Regions from separate parts of the Triticum aestivum genome. Here region 1 is linked to region 2. The links are chromatin contacts, called in public Hi-C maps. All regions are on one chromosome and are shown on one strand. The core of a region is the stretch at or near the end of the contact, and the rest is flanking DNA. Distances in the headings are between cores, read along the strand shown.

The links. A called contact is a pair of places that touch in the nucleus more often than the background predicts.
Region 1: a contact with region 2 is called in a Hi-C map of leaf, with 6 times the contacts expected there. The contact joins the promoter of LOC123103881 here to the promoter of LOC123103880 in region 2. A contact is called at or near these places in 3 of 5 Hi-C or Micro-C datasets (all in leaf) and 1 of 1 datasets of contacts at active chromatin or transcription factors (leaf).

The regions. Positions count from the first base shown.
Region 1 is chr5A:442,097,688-442,103,568 of IWGSC CS RefSeq v2.1, reverse strand. It overlaps LOC123103881 (Golgi SNAP receptor complex member 1-1), which reads right to left and starts at 3,466. Exons shown (of 5, transcript XM_044525574.1): 1 at 3,209-3,466; 2 at 1,964-2,191; 3 at 1,578-1,739. The coding sequence starts at 3,244.
Region 2 is chr5A:441,883,121-441,888,407 of IWGSC CS RefSeq v2.1, reverse strand. LOC123103880 (probable CCR4-associated factor 1 homolog 7) reads left to right here and starts at 3,571. Exons shown (of 1, transcript XM_044525573.1): 1 at 3,571-4,701. The coding sequence starts at 3,757. The coding sequence ends at 4,596.

The DNA of each region.
Region 1 (5,881 bases), core at 2,217-4,716, 220 kb before region 2:
TCAATTGCAGTTTTCAGTGATGGCGTGGCGACACTGATGACTTTCCGATTAAAATAGGTCTGCACAAAGGGTCAGCTTTGAGCCCTTAGCTTTTTGCTTTGGTGATGGATGAGGTCACAAGAGATACAAAGAGATAACCCATGGTGTATGCTCTTTGCAGACGATGTGGTGCTAGTCAACGATAGGCGGACGGAGGTTAATAGAAAGTTAGAGCTGTGGAGACAGACTTTGGAATCGGAAAGTTACAACTGAGTACATGAGGTGCGGCTTCAGACTAGTAGGCACGAGGAGGAGGGACAGGGAGGTTAGCCATGGTGGGCAAGTGATACCTCAGAGGGACACCTTCGATATCTGGGGTCAATGCTGCAAAAGGATGGTGATATCATTAAGATGTGAGCCACTGAACCAAAGCTGGATGGATGAAGTAGCGCCAAGCTTTTGGCGTCCTTTGTGACAAGAGAGTGCGACAAAAGCCAAAAGGCAGGTTCTATAGGACGGCGATTCGACCGATGTTGTATGGAGCTGAATGTTGGCCAACTAAAGGCAACATGCCCAACAGTTAGGTGTATCAGAGATGTGCATGTTGATATGTATATGTGGCCACACAAGAAAGGATCGGGTCCAGAATGAAGATATACATGATAGAGTTGGAGTAGCACCGATTGAAGAGAAGCTTCTCCAACATCGTTTGAGATGGTTTGGGCATATACAGTGCAGGCCTCCAGAAGCGCCAATGCATAGTGGAAGGTTAAAGTGTGCTGATAATGTCAAGAGAGGTCAGGGTAGACCAAACTTGATATGGGAGGAGTCCGTTAAGAGAGATCCGACGGACTGGAATATCACCAAAGAACTAGCCATGGACAGGGGTGCGTAGAAGTTAGCTATCCACGTGCCATAACCATGAGTTGGTTTTGAGATCTTATGGGTTTCAACTCTAGCCTACCCCAACTTGTTTGGGACTAAAAGGCTTCTTGTTGTCGTTCTTGTTGTCGTTCTTGTTGCAGTTTTTAATGAAAGATAGATTTCTAAACAAGCAATTTCACGAGCATGTAGGTTGAAATTCAAGAAAATTTGCTCAAACTGAAATAGATGCGCACATGCAATTATTAGCATGCACTATAATCAAGTCAAGTGTAATATATGAGCCTTTGTGGAATTCCTGAACCTCACTGAGTCCAAAACATATTAATAACAAGCAAGAACAGTAAAATTGGGCAGCACATGCCATAGGAAAACCAAAAATAAAAGTGGCATGGCTCCCTTATTTTATGTGGCGGGTACTGTTCAGTAAGAAAATAAATATTTGTTAACAAATACACCAGAAAGGTGAATTTAATTCATTTGTTTGCCCTGACAGAATATATTTATCTCCTAAAAGAAAGGCGAGTGAGGCTCCTTCAATTTGAAATGCTTGAGAATTCATGTTGGTAACACAATGCAACTCCATTCATGCATGTAAGCTGTTATCCTGGGTTTGTTTGTATGCCTTATATGATACTATCTAATAGAGCTAACAATAAATTGATGCAAATTTCAGAAAGCAATACAGGTGCTCCTAAAAAGTAGGACAATCCTACCTGTCCAGAATTCCTGCTGATTGCAGCTTGTTCTCTAAGAAGAGCTTGTTCTGAGTCCCCAGACTCTTCCACGTCAAACTTTGCTCTGTCAAAGTCTCTCAAGTCAAGGAGAGAAGCATGCTGTTGCTTCACTCTGAGACTAGATCGAAGCCGATAGAATTCCTGTGTTGAATTGTTGGGTTAGCAACTTTTCAGAATTATGAGAGAAGTCTAGCCGTTCTATATGCGGTGTCCAAACTTCAAAGAGTATTGCTCCACAGCAAACTTTATAATTCATGGTTATTGACTGGGGAGAAATTAATAGAAACCTTGATTTAACATTGGAGCTAAACAAACTGTAATTATGAAGAATGTGATTACTTAGTGTAAGAGGGATTTATTGGAACCTGTGTAAGGTCTTGCAAAATCTCCATATGACGGGTCAATGTATGAGATAGAACTTCTGAGCCTCCTGATGATACCCAGGTTTGCATTTGAGAATTTACTTGCTGAAGTTGCTTTAGTGATCTTTCTATATCAGTCTCGATATCATTTTCTGAACCATCTGATTTCATAGAAACCAATTTACGGTATGCAATCATTTGGTCGTCTAACTGAGCTTCCAACCTCCTCGCCTACAAGCAGAAATAGTACAGTAACAACTTTAGCCATACACACACATACATCAAATACCATCTATCAGCCTACTCATAGCTTCATGAAACCATAAGGCCATCTTCAACGCAAGTCGTTTATGCAGGTGCTTAGGGAAATAAAAAGGATATCATAAATTTTTTTAAAGCATCCGACAGTTTATAGACGCTAACCCGTAGGTGCTAATAAAATCGTCCAGTGCAGCAGCGTTTTATCCCGCGGCAAAAAAGGCCCAAGCGCCCGAACCAATTTCTTGCGTCGACGCCTCACCTGACACCAGGAACCGATGACCTAACTGCCAATGGACAAGGATATCCATCCTGGCGCGCAGTCGTATTCAGAAGTGACATCGTTACAGAAAATAAGTTGGCATGGCACCTTCTTATAGCCTAGCCAAGGATGGGTTCAGCCATAGACTCGTACCGTACAGTCCGAACACACTAACCGTAAGCACCCGACTCTCATGAACAAGACTAACACCACATTACATTACTAGATACTCCATAAGCATGATTACACGATCGAACCAACAAAAGCATCAGATGCAGAAGGGACGGTTTGGTAGGATCAAAACTCTAGTCCGTTGCACACTAGATTAGTGTCACATTGCTCCAAGCCCACCCATGTTAGTCAAAGAAATGGGCCGCCGAGGAGCAAAGGTATACCTGCAGCACAGTTTTTAGAACATGGCCACTATGAAACTACTAGTCTTTGCGTCACGAAAACTCCACAATTTCAGAAGATGGAAGAAAAACGCATTTTGCTCCACATACACGGACTACGTATTCGACGAACGAGGCGCTCCAATTTTACATGGGTCGCCTGAATTCAGCGGGCAGTGGGGGGAGAATCGTCGGTCCGAGTACCACAGCGGCAGCGCAGCAAAACCCACCGCGCGGCGCAGGGTCGGATCTCGGGCGAACGGACACCGGCGAGAGGTTCCTGGGAGCGAGAAAGGGAGCGCGAGGCGGGGATCCGGGAGGGGGGGTTGTATTCACCTGCTTGCGAAGGGCGTCCCAGGACGACGCCTCCATGGCTCCGAGCTCCTCGGCGGCGCCGTCCTAGTGATCCGCCGGGAGATCTCGGCGGGGGGCGCGGCTGGATCTCGCGCGCGCGCGGCGAGCGAATCAGTGGGAGAGGGTTGGAGGGGGGTGGGTTGCCCGATGCGTTGGAGAGGGAGAGGGAGAGGGAGAAGCATCAGGTCGGGGGCACCGTGGTGGTCAACTGGTCGGGTGAGGCTCGGTGGCACGGTGCAGCCACCAATCCGGGGCCCCCCTTAATCGAGAAAGCCACGACAGCATTTTTGGTCTACCAAACTTTTATTTTTCTTTATCTTCATAAAAAATACCAACTTCTTTTTACAAGGGTCTACCAAACTACCAGGCCCCACTTGATCGCAGAATTCTAAAAACGTGGGAATAGGAAAAATATAAGAATGCAATGTCAAGTTCATCTCAATTCAACTAGACTTTTTTTTGTTTGATTGTATGAGAGGAGAAACAAAGGATTTTTTTTAAAAGGTTTGAGTGGATGCTAAAATTTCTATGGAATATAGTACAAAGGAATTCTTTAAAAAAAACTTTATGAATCGGACAACCAACATAGCAAAAAATCCTAAGAATTATAATCTTCCAAAATTCATATGAAAATCCTTTGAATGAAAGAAGCCCGATTACATCCATCGATATGTTGCAAACAGGTACCATAATGATATATTAAAATTTTGTCGGTAATTATCTAAGGGTGTGTTTAGTTGGTGTAACAAGATGAAATAATTTTAGATATTGGACTCATCTTGTGTCCGGTGTTAGAAAATAAAGAGTATATAGCAAAAAAAATACCACATTACAGGCTAGGGTTACAAAAAACTATCACTTCTCTTAATTTTTTAAAAAACTAACACAAAATTGGTTCGCTATCCCAAAAAAAACCTAGTCACCAAACGGTTAAAATCTAAGCGTGCTTATGACACGGGGGCGCCCGTCAGATCCACGTCGGACATGGCTGACGACGCGCGTGCTCATGGCCGTTAGGGCGAGCCGTTCTGACCAGGTGAAAAAGGGCCCAATACAGCTCACTCTCTCACTCGCGCGCACTCACTCCCAATCTCTCCCCCGCTCTGTTCTCCCATGCCTGAGCTCGTCATCGTCACCGACCACCTTAGTTCCTTGTCGCCGACCAGGATACCTTCTTGGAACGATGGGGAAGAGAGCTCCGATGACAACAACATTGGGGCAACTTGATGGATATGGAGTGCTTTGTAAGCATCGTCATCTCCATCTGCCATTACTTAGGGTTAGGGTTGACTGATTTGGGAATTAGGGTTGAGGATCTGCAACTACGGATGTATTTTTTGGTTTAGCCAGTGCTTGACGGATCTTCAACTAGTTGATGCATCCTTTGTATGATTTAGCTTGTACTATATGTGGGAGACACCTAACACCATCCCTGAGCCACTGTTTTGTGGTGCTCCCATGGAGGAAGTTCCCAAGTGCACGTTGCACTAGATGATGCCTAGGAAGTGGCTTGCATTTGAAGGTGCTAACAGTAGAAGGAGGTTCTATGTATGCCCTGTTCAGGTGAGTAATTGGAGGAGAAGTAGTTTTGTTTTATCTAGTAGTTTGTTACTAGTTGGATAATTGGATAGCTTAAATGGCATATGTAGCAGAAGTATGTGCAGCTGTTGGATAACTGGATAGTCATTGATTGATTATATGTTGGCATTATATTGCACAAGTGTTGTTGATGTTTGTTGGCAAATCCTATTTGTTTGAACTAAATTCAGTTCCAAATGTATTTCCTTGTATATATACTCTGTTTGAACTAAACTTTTTGAACTTTGTTTGAACTGAATTCTTTGAACTCTGTTTCAACTGAATTCATTTCTTAATTTACACATCTCCTTATGTATGTGATGTCTGACTAAACTTAATTCATTTTTATACATGTTCTTTGATTGAACAGGAGGTGTCAAATGTGGTGTAGTTAAGTGGGTCGATCCTGCCTGGCCTGATATTCTTAAGAACCGCCTCATCAAGCCGTGGGAAATGTTCCATGGGCAAAACCTTGGTAGGATTCAAGAAATGCATGCATATGAGGATGAGCTAGCCAAGTTGATGAAGGAGAAGGTGTTGGGTAACGTAGTAATTTCAAAACAATTCCTACGCACATGCAAGATCATGGTGATGCATAGCAACGAGAGGGGAGAGTATGTCTACGTACCCTCGTAGACCGAAAGCGGAAGCATTTATCAACGCGGTTGATGTAGTCGTACACCTTCACGCCCCGTCCTGATCAAGTACCGAACGTACGGCACCTCCGCATTCAGCACACGTTCAACTCGATGATGTCCTCGCCTTCTTGATCCAGCAAGAGGGGTGAAGTAGTAGATGAGTTCCGGCAGCACGACGGCGTGGTGATGGTGTTGGTGAAGAACAATCTTCGCAGGGCTTTGCCTAAGCACTACAAAAACTATTACAGAGGATAAACTAGAGGGGACGGGGTAGCCGGCACACGGCTTGGTGTTTCTTGATGTGTCTTGGGTGCTAGCCCTACCCCTCTATTTATATGTTGAGCCTTGGGGTCGAAACTTGGAGTAAAAGCCTCCACAAAATCGGTTTCACCTGAAAGGCAAGAGTCCTTCTCGGACTCCAGGGCCAGACGCCAGGGTT
Region 2 (5,287 bases), core at 2,322-4,821:
CACCTCGGTACGACTTAAATCGCCAAGGCTTCCATTCGGCCACATACATTTCTTAAAAATAAAAAAAGTTCGAACACTTTTATAGTACAATTCGGCGTCTCGAATATAACATTATATGCATCGGCTCCGAATCATGTCTTTGGTCAATAGTTAGGTTGACCGGCTCCTGTGGTTACTACCTTACGTTCCGCTCGTTCGTCTATGGTAGTAAAGGGAGAACTACTGCAATTGTGTTTCCGGTTCATCTGAATAAACACCTTAGTAGAGAAAGCCGAAAACTGACTTTCATGATGTGGTGAGAGCTGGTCAGCTATTCGGTGACTAAGTATAAATCTCTCACAATTTTTTCCGCATTATGCGAGGGACTGGTCTCCACCCAGGCAGGCATCTATAGCACCCAAGTTCGGATAATCTAATAATACCAGGAGCTGCGCCTACAATCTCATTGTCAAACTCCTATGGCTAAGTGAGCGATAAAGCCACATAGTCTGATTGCCTGGTTCGCCGCACTAACACCTTCTTCAAGGACCAAGCAGTTGGGCCAAGTGTGTCCAGGTGCTATTCTGAACACCCCCGTGCTACCCACGTGGGGGCTGAAGCCGACGGCTGGCCAACTATCAGATACCGTAAACGGCCGCACAGGAGGAAAATAATTAGAGGTAAAACAAGCAACATATTATACATAAGCCTTGTTTCATAATACAAAGTTCGGGCAACACAGATACATTCATTCGAAAATAATGTCCTTCGAACACTGGCCCTCTACAGTGCGGGAACCTTCCAAGACTTCATCAAAATATCGCTCCAGCGTGCGGTGCTCCTTGCTTGCGGGCGGTTCCCCAGTTGCCAGCTTGACGACGTTCATCTCCGCCCACTGTACCTTGACACGGGCGAAGGCCATCCGGGCACCTTTGATACAGACCGACCGCTTTATGGCATCCAACCGGGGGCAGGCACTGACTAGCCGCTTCACGAGCCCGAAGTAGCTGCCAAGTATGGGCTCCGCGGGCCAGAGACAGATTATAATATCCCTCATAGCTAATCCGGCCACCCTATGCAGTTCGGTCAACTGTTTCAGCTGATCGCTGAGGGGCACCAGATGCTCTGGCGCAAGGTACTGCGACTAGAACAGCTTCTCCGTCGAGCTCCCCTCTTCGGCTCGGAAGAACTCCGCGGCATCAGCAATACTCCAGGGCAGATCCGCAAACGCTCGTGGAGAACTCCAAACCCGGGTCAGTAAGAGGTACCTTCTCCTCACAAATTTGCTCTGCATATTAAAGGCCTTATCCGCCGCGATCTTCTTGGCCTCTTGAATCTCCCGGCAGGCGCCTTGGGCTTCAACCCAGGGCTCCTACGCACTTTGGAGGGCCTTAGCAAGTTTGACATCTTGATCCGTACTCTTGCGCTCCAAGGACTCACATTCACTTATGGCATCCCGGAGCTCTTGTTGAACTTCCTCTACCCTTGATTCATGCTTTTGGCGGGTGGCTCATTCCTCATCCACCTCCTTCTTGGCTTCGGCTAGCCCATTCTTGAGGGTCTTGACCTCAGACGTGTCAACTGTAAGAATAATTACAAAACTCAGCAAGATAATATCATTTCAGATGTGAATAGGTATCACATACCTTGCTTCTCCTCCAATCGTTTGTTGGTGCGGATGAGCTCTTCATCGGCCTGCTCCAGCCTCCGCTTTAGTTTGGATACTTCGGCGGCATACATCATCCCGCAACTAACTCATTTGTCACATTGCTTGCAAGGCTTCTTATGACGTGTATTACCGAGAGGGCCCATAGATACCTCACCAATACTCGGAGTGACAAATCCTAATCTTGATCTATGCCAACCCAACAAACACCTTTGGAGATACCTGTAGAGCATCTTTATAATCATCCAGTTATGTTGTGACGTTTGATAACACACAAGGTATTTCTCCGGTGTCCGGGAGTTGCATAATCTCATAGTCAAAGGAATATGTATATGACATGAAGAAAGCAATAGCAATAAAACTGAACGATCAATATGCTAAGTTAACGGATGGGTCATGTCCATGGTTAGAAAACCTTAATCATCTTTGATCAACGAGCTAGTCAAGTAGAGGCTCACTAGGGACATAGGCTCAAACCCAGTTGGCCAGAAAAAGATCCACTTTGCCCAAAGACAAGAAGCAACTAGAAAGGATGTTGAGAGGGCATTTGAAGTTCTACAGGGCCGTTTTGCAGTTGTTTGTGGACCTGCTAAACAACGGTATTTGAAAACCTTGTGAGTGGTGATGACATGTTGTGTGATCATGCACAACATGATCGTCGAGGATGAGGGTGATGATGTTCCCGCAGCTCTGGAATTTGAGAACATGGGTGATCCTATCCAACTTCTGAACCAGAATACAACCACATTTGAAGAGTCTATTCAAATGCATCAACAAATTTGGCATCAGCCAACTCACGAGCAGCTGAAGGAAGATCTGGTTGACCATCAACGGACGGTTAAAGGGGACAACAATGTTGGGATGTAATATTTAAACTTTTTAAAATTTGAACTAGTGTTGCATGCGACTATTTGTACGTGTGTACCCTTTGCATGCGGCTATTTGATCGTGTAGACTTGAAAAAAATGAGGAATGTCCAATGCATGCGGCTAGCATTGGATGTTGTCATCCCGCATCTGTGTCCGCGGACTCGTCTATCCCTGTCCGCGGACGGATGCGAGAGAAAATTTGCGGTTAGCCGTTTGAGATGACTTTACAAGGATGATAGACCAATATCACTATTTGGTGCAAAATGCTGTGATGTGTGAACCCGCACCTTTGACTTTGGTTTAATATCCTGGTTCAATACAATATATCTTACTCTTACTTTCATGATAGTTGATGATTGACATGGAAACTAAATTACCTAGAGCTATTTTTTTGTGTGTCTCGTGGCGTTGCATTTTTGCTAGCATGGCATATTTTTCTTCCATGAGAAACATGTTTCATTGCCATGGTTGTACTTCTCCGCAGCGGCGGTCCGTTTTTAGTGCCATAGGATCTTTTTTTTCACAAGAGTCGGGTTTCATTACCGTAGTGTATCTTTTCACCGCGACAGTCTATTTTTATTCTTTTCTAAGTCTAGCCTATTTTTACTCCCATGTCAATATCTTCGTTGCAAACCACGGATATTTTTCATGTGAAGAAAAAGAAGAAGACTAAAGAAAAGCGTAGAAAAATGAAGACTTGCATTGACCAAACCCAAGTCAAAGAAAACCCTCCTGACTGGAAGAGCCGAAGAGGCAAAACAAAACCAAATTGTTCATCCACGCTTGCCCTTGTTTTCCTTGCTGGTTCTTCCAATCCAGTCCTGACCTGACGTGCCGTCCTCACCTCCACACAAAATTTGGGCCCGCGAGCCCCACCGGGCAGCCACCCAGGAAGGCGCCCCTGTCGGCCGGCAATCATGCCACGGGACCCACTATTTGCGGGCCCCGCCACGTGGCACCAATCCGACCCGGGCGGCGCACGTCACCCACTTTCCCCATTCGCGTCGCGTTCCCCCCTCCCCTCTTCTTCCCCCGAATCCCCAATCCCACGCTCCTCCCCCCTCCCCTCCCCTGGATCTCCTCCTCCCGCCCCGCCCCCACCTCCCCGCCCACGGGAGCCCCGCCGCCCCTCGCCGCTCGCCCGTGGGCCCCGCCGCCTCCCGCTCCGCCGCGCCACCCAGCTCCGAGGCTTCCAGGAAGGAGAGGGGAGGAGAAGTTCGAATCTTTGATGCCCGGCACCCGATGGCGACGCCGACCGTAGAGAAGCCCGACGGGGTGGAGATCCGCGAGGTGTGGGCGGAGAACCTCGAGGCCGAGTTCGCCGTGATCCGGGAGATCGTCGACGACTACCCCTACGTCGCCATGGACACCGAGTTCCCCGGCGTCGTCTGCCGCCCGCTCGGCACCTTCAAGTCCAACGCCGACTTCAACTACGCCACGCTCAAGGCCAACGTCGACATGCTCAAGCTCATCCAGCTCGGCCTCACCTTCTCCGACGAGCGCGGCGGCCTCCCCGCCCTCGGCCCGGACGGCCGCCCCTGCGTCTGGCAGTTCAACTTCCGGGGCTTCGACCCGCGCACCGACGTCGCCGCCGCGGACTCCATCGACCTGCTGCGCCGCAGCGGGATCGACTTCGCCCGCCACGCCGCCGAGGGGGCCGACTCGCGCCGCTTCGCCGAGCTGCTCATGTCCTCCGGCGTCGTCCTCAACGCCGAGATCCACTGGGTCACCTTCCACAGCGGCTACGACTTCGGCTACTTGCTCAAGCTGCTCACGGGCTCCAACCTGCCGGACACCAGCTCCGGATTCTTCGACCTCATCAGGATTTACTTCCCCGTGATCTACGACATCAAACACCTGATGAGATTCTGCAATAGCCTCCACGGCGGGCTGAACAAGCTCGCTGAGCTGCTCGACGTCGAGCGGGTCGGGATCTGCCATCAGGCGGGCTCCGATTCTCTGCTCACCGCGCTCTCCTTCAACAAGCTCAAGGAGTCATACTTCGGCGGATTAACTGAGAAATATGCTGGTGTGTTGTATGGTCTAGGCACAGAGGGCGGGGAAACCACCTCTGTTCACTGAGTAATGGATAGTTAAATAAATGATGAACTATTTATGAGAGAAAGGAGAAACCTGTCTGGTGAATGTGTGATGCCTGATTATATCCTCTTGCTTGACACCGAAAAAGGTACCACTTTTCCCTCAATTGTGATACTCCTCAGTGAGTTTGTTTAGGTTAGATGACTGCGTTTTTGTTGTTTGATTTTGCGTGCTGAAGTTGATGGAATGATGAAACACCCTCTAGATACTGGTTAAAGTCCACCTATGCTGATTCTTCACACGTCCTCTAGAGTTACACACTTGATAGCAAAAAGAACACTTCTTTTGTCATGTACTCCCTCCATCCCACACTATAAGATCGTTTTTCAAGCAAACATAGCTTGAAAAACAATCTTATATTGTGGGACGGAGGGAGTATATAGTGTTGATTGCTTACTGTTCTGTGTTCCGTTTGAGGAATCACCTACCCCTCTTCATGGGCTAACCATGGCAGTCAAGGACTCCAATTCTATCACTAGTTGGTTCAAGTTATCGTAGTATTACATAGGTCCATGCTTCCGTACCAATTGGGTTCTTTTTGGTATCGAAATTACCAAGGACTGTATTTTGTGAAGAGGGGAGATGACCAAAGTTTTTTCCCCCAGTCATGAGCTCAGACTCTGTGTCATAGACCAGGATAAGCTCAGCTGTTGTTCATATACATTGTCAGGAT